Regions from separate parts of the Sus scrofa genome. Here region 1 is linked to region 2. A link is a contact called in public HiChIP or PLAC-seq data. All regions are on one chromosome and are shown on one strand. The core of a region is the stretch at or near the end of the contact, and the rest is flanking DNA. Distances in the headings are between cores, read along the strand shown. Region 1 overlaps RBMS3 (RNA-binding motif, single-stranded-interacting protein 3). Region 2 overlaps RBMS3 (RNA-binding motif, single-stranded-interacting protein 3).

Evidence for each region. HiChIP or PLAC-seq counts read pairs in DNA pulled down with a chosen protein or histone mark.
Region 1: an H3K27ac HiChIP or PLAC-seq map of skeletal muscle shows a contact between it and region 2, with 7 times the contacts expected there. The contact joins two enhancer-like sites. A contact is called at or near these places in 1 of 47 Hi-C or Micro-C datasets (embryonic fibroblasts) and 1 of 2 datasets of contacts at active chromatin or transcription factors (skeletal muscle).

What each region holds. Positions count from the first base shown.
Region 1 is chr13:16,373,021-16,377,438 of Sscrofa11.1, forward strand. The region is part of intron 13 of RBMS3 (RNA-binding motif, single-stranded-interacting protein 3); the gene reads left to right. Among named protein-coding and RNA genes, the nearest start is that of TGFBR2, 410 kb to the right of the region's middle. Within about 2 kb of position 2,956, at least 13 of the 83 cell types and tissues checked have an H3K27ac peak or open chromatin away from gene starts, as enhancers often do. A contact at or near this core is called in skeletal muscle, where this site is marked.
Region 2 is chr13:16,152,349-16,157,270 of Sscrofa11.1, forward strand. The region is part of intron 7 of RBMS3 (RNA-binding motif, single-stranded-interacting protein 3); the gene reads left to right. Among named protein-coding and RNA genes, the nearest start is that of TGFBR2, 630 kb to the right of the region's middle. Within about 2 kb of position 1,898, at least 11 of the 83 cell types and tissues checked have an H3K27ac peak or open chromatin away from gene starts, as enhancers often do. A contact at or near this core is called in skeletal muscle, where this site is marked.

The DNA of each region.
Region 1 (4,418 bases), core at 1,706-4,205, 220 kb after region 2:
ATGTCTATTAGAATACAGAAGTCTCTTTCATTGTTTGCTCCTTCAGGAGAGTTCTCCTCTTCTTTTAACTGGGAATGGTTCTTGTGCTTCTTCATTTTGCTTATACTTGTCTTATCTTATGAGTTTAGGAAAAGCAATTATTTTCTGTAATCTGGGAATACTGTTTATATGTGGGAAGTCCCTGGGTAGCTCATATGAGTTTACTATTTTTTTTCTTTTTTTTTTTTTAGCATGAGGGCTGCTTTTGGTTTGGATTCTTGCTGTCACTTTTTTCAGTGTATAAAGGTCCTTCTCCCCTTGATAGGGTATGTGAAGGTCCATGACCTGCCAGTACTTCCAGGGATGTGGGGGCAATAGGTGGTACCTATAAGTGGAGCCTGGTCACTGGGAACTTGAGAGTGGAGATGGCTCACCAGGAGGTGTAAGTAGCAGGCTGCTTCTGGTTGCAGGGCCCTTGGTAGTGGCACTAACCCCCAGGGAGTTAGAGGTAGTGTCTGGTGCCCTTGGCAGTGGCAATGGCAAAGCATGTCTATTCCAAGGGAGGTGAGGGTAATGGGTTGTCCTCAGTTGTAGGGCTTTCCACAGTGACCCCTGGAGTGTCTGGGGTGGCATACAATACTTGGTCGTGGGACCCTTAGTGTTGGTGGACTGTACCCACCTCTGGAGTCCAAGATGGTTGCAGTGGTTTGCTCCTTTCCCCGCAGTCCACACCTGAGAGCCTGCTAGTACAGAGGAAAAACTTCCTCTGGCAGTCCTGTCCCCCATCCTCTTGCACTCCCCAACACTGGCACCATTCCTCTCTGACAGCTAGGCCTCCTCCCGCACTCCCTAAGCTGAGGTCCACTGCCCCATAGCCCATGGTGCACTGCTTCCTGAAAATGTTTCCACAGAATGTTTCCACACAGCCAGAATGTTTCCACAGAATGTTTTCACACAGCCAACCCTAGTCCTCTCTCTGGAACTGACTTCTGAAGCCCTAGTCTCACCACCCAGGCCTTGCTCAGGTGTCCAGGCTGTGGTGCATGGGACAGTGGTAACAATCGTCTGTGCAGCTCTCTCTCTGCTTTGCCCTCCTCAGACAAGCTGCTGCACTTCTCCAAGATTTCAAGGCTCCCCTCCATCCCAGTATTTTCCTCTTTTACAGCTCTGTCTCAGGAGTGCTGGACCCATCCTGATTTCTTTTTCCTCTTTTCTCTTTCTCTTTTCCTCTCTTTTGTTCTGCCCAGTTATGTGGAGTTTTTATCGCCCATTTTGGAAGTCTAAAGTTGTCTACCAGTGTTTAGTAGGTGTTCTGTGAGAATCATTCTATATGTGGATTCTTTTTTGTTGCATTAATGAGCTCTGTGTCCTACTCCTCCACCGTCTTGAGAATTCCTCCATGTTTTGCATTTTAAAACAGGTAGATTAGATAAAGCACATTATAAATAATTATGAGAAAATTTCATGAAAGCACAGTACCAAAATATGTCATTGTATTTTCTTTAAGCCTGTCTTAGCTAAAGCACAGTCTGAAACTATATACTAATATTTTTATAATTTTCCACACATAGGGATAGTTTATTATTGAAGCATCATAAATAATATGAGCAATGTATAATAATTTTGATTTGGCTATATTCTGAAGTCAAGATTCTTATTTTTTCAAGACCCAATGTATTAATTCAAAAAGATCAAGTTCTGAATTAATCTCAAATTAAAAAATTGGAGTTCCCGTGGTGGCGCAGTGGTTAACGAATCCGACTAGGAACCATGAGATTGCGAGTTCGGTCCCTGGCCTTGCTCAGCGGGTTAAGGGTTCAGCGTTGCAGTGAGCTGTGGTGTAGGTCACAGACGCAGCTCGGATCCCGTGTTGCTGTGGTTCTGGTGTAGTCCGGCGGCTACAGCTCCGATTAGACCCCTAGCCTGGGAACCTCCATATGCCGCGGGAGCGGCTCAAGAAAAGGCAAAAAAAAAAAAAAAAAAAAAATTTTACTCTAGGAGTTCCCATCATGGCTCCGTGGGTTTAGAACCCAACTAGTATCCATGAGGTTGCAGGTTAATCCCTGTCCTCACTGAGTGGGTTGGGGATCGGGCATTGCTGCAAGCTGTGGTGTAGGTCACAGGTACAGCTCAGATCCGACATTGCTGTTGCTGTGGCATATGCTGGCAGCTGTAGTTCCAATTAAACCCCTAGCCTGGGAACTTCCAAATGCCATAGCTAAAGTCTTAAAAAGAAAAAAGACAGAAAAATTTACTCTAAAGTAATGATATTTTGTCACATTACTTATATTAGAGAGTGTCTATTTTGTAAAGTAAAAAATAATAAATTATTAAAAATAAAGCCAAAAAAGAAAGTTTCTCCTCTCTTTTCATAAAAATCATATTGTTAAAAAATGAGAAATACATTTTTTAATAAACATGGAATATTTCCTACTTGTTTTTTAAAGTTTTTTCCTAATTCATTTTCAAAATAACTTAGGGGATTTTTGCTTAAAATCCTACATTAATGTAATGATTTGAGAATAATTTGTCAAACAGAAGTTTTAATACTACAGAAACAAATTAGTGAGTTTCACTGACCTTTTTCTGACTCACTAAAGATGAAAGACAAAGATGAGTACTTCTTAAAAAGCATATTATTTTTCGTTCCCAAAATATATTCTAATATGAGAGTATAATTCTATAACAGAGCCATTCAAGTTAATTGCCTATTCATTTAAGAACTGTATTATAGTCTTTTCACAGTATTTCAAAGGGATGGATGAGTTGGTGGTGTAAACATTTCACATTTCACATTTCTGGAACTTTATACAACCAGAGAAGTGACTGACTGATGTGTACCCAGGCTAATTGAAGTGGTTCCGAGTCAACCAGATGTTTTCAGCTGACTCATACCCTCAGATGCTATTGCTTCATTATTCCCTAATCTGGGGATTACCCCAATTGGCTAGCTCGGTGACATTTGAGTGTTTCCAGTAAGCTGGCCTCTCTTTTGTGATGTGCTTTGTAAAGAGCTCTTGTCTAGAGCCGGCCTATCTCCCTCCCTGGATATGTTTGGAAGGAAGTTATCAGGGCTATTTGTTTTTCCTGCTCTCGGATGTGGTCTTTGGTGAGGTCAGAGGAACAGAATGAGTGTTACCACGGATGACATGGGAGCTATTTCCACAGCTGGCTGCAGAGAGGGGTGGGCCGACCCTCGCCGACGAGTTAGCATGTGGAGATAGATGATAGAAAACATCTGTCATGACGGGAATAAGCAAAAACAATGTCCCTTTGAAGATTGCCTTTTAATGATGAGGTGGGGGTTCTGCCTCTGTAATGGAATGAAGGATGTAGCTGTTGGCAGGCAGATGGCTTCGGGCTTGCTCTTGCATGAAATAAAGCAAAAGTATATGTTGAAAACCCCTGAGTAGTCAAATGGCCTGATTTTGCTGAACATTCATTTCCTTGCCTAACATACATATAATCTATGAGAAAGGGAAGGCGTGCTAAAAGAAAAAGGTGGGAGGAAATATAGGAAGAAAAAAATGGTTCTGCATATTTTCTCTTGAATAACTTTAATACAATAGTATAATTTTAGCTGTTGGTCGAAAAATCAGAAAGAGCATTTTTGCAGCAAGTGTATTTCAATGTATTTGCAGTTCTATGTTACCAAAGTTTTGAAAAATAATAAAAAATGGTATATCATTAAGGCCCAAAAATGATAGACACTTCACCAGTTAGCAGCCACAAAGTTATATTTGTTTTCCTTCAAGAAACAGTAGGAAATAATTTTTAAAATATCTTATGGAGTTCCCATTGTGGCGCAGTGGAAACGAATCTGACTAGGAACCATAAGGTTGCAAGTTCAATCCCTGACCTTGCTCAGTGGGTTGGGGATCCAGCATTGCCCTGAGCTGTGGTGTGGGTCATAGACATGGCTTGGATACTGCATTGCTGTGGCTGTGGCGTAGGCCAGAGACTACAGCTCTGACTCAACCCCTAGCCTGGTAACCTCCATATGCCGCAGCTGCGGCCCTAAAAAGACAAAAAGACAAATAAATAAATAAATAAAATGTCTTAGAGAGGAGTTCCCATCGTGGCTCAGTGGTTTACAAACCTGACTAGTATCTATGAGGTCTCAGGTTCAATCCCTGGCCTCGCTCAGTGGGTTAAGAATCTGGCGTTGCCGTGAGCTGTGATGTAGGTCACAGACACGGCTCAGATCCTGCATTGCTGTGGTTGTGGTGCAGGCCAACAGCTACAGCTCTGATTGGACCCCTAGCCTAGGAACCTCCAATGCTGTGGGTGTGGCCCTAAAAGACAAATAAAATAATATAAAATAAAATAAAATCACCTAGAGAACTGTATTTAAAAGAATGGTACTAGTTTATTTTCTCACCCCATCTACCTTCAAAAAGAAATGAAAAACAATGAAATTAGCATATGTTTTTATTATA
Region 2 (4,922 bases), core at 648-3,147:
AGATGATTCGTATTAGAAACTGACCTTACTTTAAACTAACACAACATTATAAATCAACCATACTTCATTAAAATAAATTTAGGAAAAATAAATTGATCCTACTCATTCAAATTTGGTTGTTAACAGTGTGTGTAAATTTTAAACAAAGCAACCCTTGAAGCCATTTTGAATTTAAAAGTTCACCTCACTTCTATTGGAATTTTTATATGCCTTTTCAGAGTTGGGAATAAAAAGGACTCGAGCCGTATCAGTTTATATGAACTTTTTTGTTTTTTCATTGAAGGGAGATTTTCCTTAGGAAAGATAAATATTCTCTTTCTTCACCGTGTCAGCAGTAAACAGTGATATCTCAGTGAAAAAAAGCTAAATCTCATTGCATATATTCCTTGTTCAGCACTATACCTGTGCCTCAACATAGGTTTTCTCTTTGTTTCTTCAGAAATCTTGTGAGGGGCCTCACATTAAACTTGGAAGGTGCTAAGGCTCAGAAAGTTTGAATGAGTCACTGGAGGTCACGGGGCTAGAAAAGTAGCAGGTGTCCGGTTCTGAGTCAGGCAGCCTGACTTTGTCATCCATTTTCTCACCAAAATACGGAACAGTAGTGGATGTCCACTCTGTCCTAAAAAGGAATAGAATCTGCTTCAAGGAAAAACATTAGCTCAAAGATGGAACGCCGTCATGTGTCCATCTCAGTGACTTCTCTTCATCCATTTAACTGTCAGACCATGCACATCAATGCTTTTGTTTTTAGGACTTCTGAAACTGAGTGCAAGGAGTTACTGTTTCTTTGGAGGCTTCTAAGAAGTATCAGGATGCTGCTTGCATGTTTTTTTATTACTTGGCCTGAATTCATGTTATGCTTTATGGGGATGCCTTAATTTCTGCTTCAGTATAAACAATTGTTTATGGAACCATTTTAATATATGCCAAGGGACACTAATTCATTCATCAAAAATATTGGAGCACCTCCTGCATGTTAGGCTCTGTGCCAGGCATTGAATACAAAACAGTGAAGAAAATAGACAGTATGTCCACTTTCAGGATGTTTACTTCCTTGCGGGAAAAGAGGCAAGCAACATGAGTTCTAGAGGCCACTCGATTATATATTGCTCTAATGTAATTCATCCATGAGCTGTTAACATTCTTAACCTGAGGACATTCAGAAATAAAAGAGATTTACCTCTTCCAAGGAAAATATTTTTCTGATCTCTGCCTTGAAAACTACGAAGTGTCATTTTTTAAATGTATGGATTAGTATAAAGTAGTATGCAAATAGCAGGATTTGAGGCACATACTTGTCTATTAACATGGCCTGAAATATTTAATTGTTGTAAATAGCAATGATTATTGCATATATTTTGTATAAAGTTTTTAAGGTGTTCTGAGATACATGGATGATTATGTACCTTTTGTAGTCAATCATTTTTTTCCCCAAAGTGGACCTCAGTATGTTTAACCCAGTTGATTTCACTAAGACACACAAAGACCTAGAAACCTTAAGCCCTAAGCTTTTCCATAAGTAACTGTTCCCAAATATTGGGTCATCCTTCTCAGCTTGTTAGCTCGGAGAGCAGCCAGGTCTGCAAAGAATGAATTCTCATTATAACCTTGTCCAAAACTTAGTGTCATCTTTCCTATTTATTGGAATCAAGTTGGGTTCATGAGCCCTACCTCTACCATCTTGACATGTAATTTTGGCCCATTGTTGAATGCATCTCTGAGACTGCTCCTGGAATGATTCTCTCTACGTTTGCTGGCTCTCTGATCTGTCCTGAACATGTCTGGAAAGACGGTTTCAATGTTTCGGGTCTGTGGATTTGGCCTGAGTGTGAATAACTGGGTCATGTTCCTGGCCTCAAAGAACTTGGAGCCTGGCCGACAAAGTTGCCTGATGAATACAGTCATGGAAGTTGGAACAGAAGGAGACCTTAGAGACTGCCTAATCCAACCATTTCGAACAGATGCAGGGACTTCAGTGCCAAGAGGGGTCAGTCACATGACTAACCCAGGGTCTCAGGATGAACTTGTAGCAAAAGCCAGGCCAGAATCCGGTTCTCTCCTCCAAAGATCACCCTCTTCCCATGGCTCCGTACACAGGCTCTAATTTTTGGCATGCCTGTTCTTAACCTCATAAATAGGATGGACTGTTGTAAAGTTTGAATGGATTTATACTAAGGATTAGCTATTGTCTTTTGTGATTAAAAAAATCTCTGGCTCAGCATAGTGACTGAAGAAAAGGTAAATAATAAAGCACAATGACTCACTTTTTTTAAAAAGTGAAAGTGAACTGTAGCATAACTGTTAAATAAGTTAAAATTCATATACTTTTGGGTGGCCTGTAAATATCAGAGTCACTGTGTTCTTGGGGGGTCACTTCGTTCCTCGTTTTTCCTCTTTATAAGTTGACATGGTGCTATGGTTGGGCTACTGTGGCAGCAGGGAGACCAGTGAAGAGGCTATTGTAACCCAGGAGAGAGAGGCCAGTGGGCTGGCCAGTGGGCTTCACACACACAGGTGAGAAGAAGACTGAATTCTGAATGATTTTGAAGGTAGGATTGATGGAACTTAATGAGCAAATGTAGAAGAGAAAAGGAAGAGAGGAGTCCAGGATGACTTGAGACTTGAGGACCTGAGCCACTAAAGAGTTGCCATTTATAAGATAGATGGGGCTGGGAAGGGTCAGTGGGGGTGGGGAGCAGTGTCTCTGGGATGTGCATGTGAAAATACTGAGTAAGCAGGTGAACCCATGAGTCTGGTAATGAAAGGGCAGGACCAGTCTGGAGAGATGACTTAGAGATGGAGTTTAAACTCAGGAGACTTGATAAGATAACATCCTAGGGATTTCATGCAGGGGAGGAGGGACCACAAGACTGGGGGAGGTGTCTTCTCTCCCACATCACAAAGATCAGGTGTGCAGAGTAACTTACTTTGCTTTTCATTTTTTCCATTTAACATGAAAGGTGGAGTTAGTTTGTAGAAAGTGTTGAGATTTAGACAGGCATGCATATAGGCTCTCAGAGGATAACTCGGAAAAAACGGGGGCAGCATTGAATGGACTCTTTTTGAAACTTGGCCCATGATGAAAATAACAGCAAATCTTGAGGCAGATCTTTCTTCCTGGGTGGGTCTAAGTCTGATTATTTGGGCAGTGTGCTATCTATTTTCCATGTTACAAAGCACCAGGGGAACTTATGTCATTTCATCAGATAATAGAGAATTGTTTTAACATGGGAGTGGGGGGAAGAGTAGCATTTGTTGAAGATAATTTTATTCTTTTCTATTGTCCCCACTTCCCTCGGCCCAATGAGTGGTTTTTGTGTGAAAATTTGGTTTTAAGAATATTTTCTGGAAACTGATTTTACTATCCTTTGTGAATTATAAAAATATGTCCTGCAGTCAAGCAAAATGTTTCTTTAATGAACTTATGTGAAACCCCTGGTATGGTTGAGGGTGCCTGTCTGTGCAACTCTGTGCAGGATGTTTAATGAACGTCCTTACCTCACTTAGCCAGCAGCCTGGGATCCTGGGACAGTGAGCTGCATCTACGGCCCAGAGACCAAGCAATTAGTCAAGTGGTAAAATGAGTGTTTGTAACTCAAATCCTATGCTCTATTCTCTGTATACCATACAACATCACTTTACAATTCTCCTTTTTTTTTTTTTTTTTTTTTTTTGGTCTTTTCTAGGGCACCTCCCGCGGCATATTGGAGGTTCCCAGGCCAGGGGTCCAATCGGAGCTGCAGCCACTGGCCTATGCCAGAGCCACAGAAATGCAGGATCCAAGCCGCGTCTGCAACCTACACCACAACTCACAGCAACACTGGATCCTTAACCCACGAAGCAAGGCCAGGAACTGAACCCGCAACCTCATGGTTTCTAGTCGGATTCGTTAAGCACTGCACCACGACAGGAACTCCCAATTCTACATTTCTAACACGTCACCAAAATTTCTACCTCAGCATAAGCCAAGCTGACCTTTCTAAGATTGAAAGTCTACTGTTAACCTGTTGCTCATCCTTGGCTCTGTTCTTTTGATATGATTGTAGTTTTTGTTTAGAATTTGCCCCCACGCTTTCTCTTCACATCCAGTCAGGGGCCTCTATGTGGCAGTAAGAATCTGTGTCATTTTCTGAAACAGTCACATGCCTCCTTGTCTTGTTTCTTCTGCCCCTCTCCTCACACCGACTACTGCTAAAATGAGAATTTTAAATTGCTAGCATTAAAATGAAAATTAGGACAAATTCATGAGCTCCAGGTTTTGGGGGATCTCCATGGGTTTGTGTATTTTAAAGCAGAACTATTAAATTGCTGAATTTTAAAAAAACTTTTAATGTTTCTGGAAAATGAACACAGTTTGTCAGTGTGGACAGTCATGGGGCTGTTGACCTATCAGTACTGCAGAGAAATGTGGGGCTCAAGGGCATACAGTCCTTTCATTCATAGGAACCAGAGATGTGAGATTCCCTGATGCCAGTGCCTGCAGAATAAAGGAGGAGGGGCAATAAAATGATACAGTGGCAGAACAGGTTGATAATAACCTGTGAAGAGCTTTTCATTAGGCTCTATGATTCTCTAGATCCTTGACTTGGGGGTTTTGCCTAGGCATTTTTTATATCTCAGGGAAAAAGTCATAAAAATCAAGAAAAGTCACCCTCTGGAAGGGGCCTATTGTCAATCTCAGATTCTGATGGGAAATGGAAGCCGCAGAGGGGCAGTCATAAATGACATTTCTTATTATGCAATTTTCTATGAACTGATGTTTTCTGTCCTGTCTTTAGCAGAGAGGAAAAGATCTCCTCTTTTCAAAGAGAGACAAATATAATATCACATGCTATCATTTATAGTGGAATCTAAAAAAAGAAGATACAAATGAACTTATTTGCAGTACAGAAACACAGACAGACAAAACTTTGGATGAATTA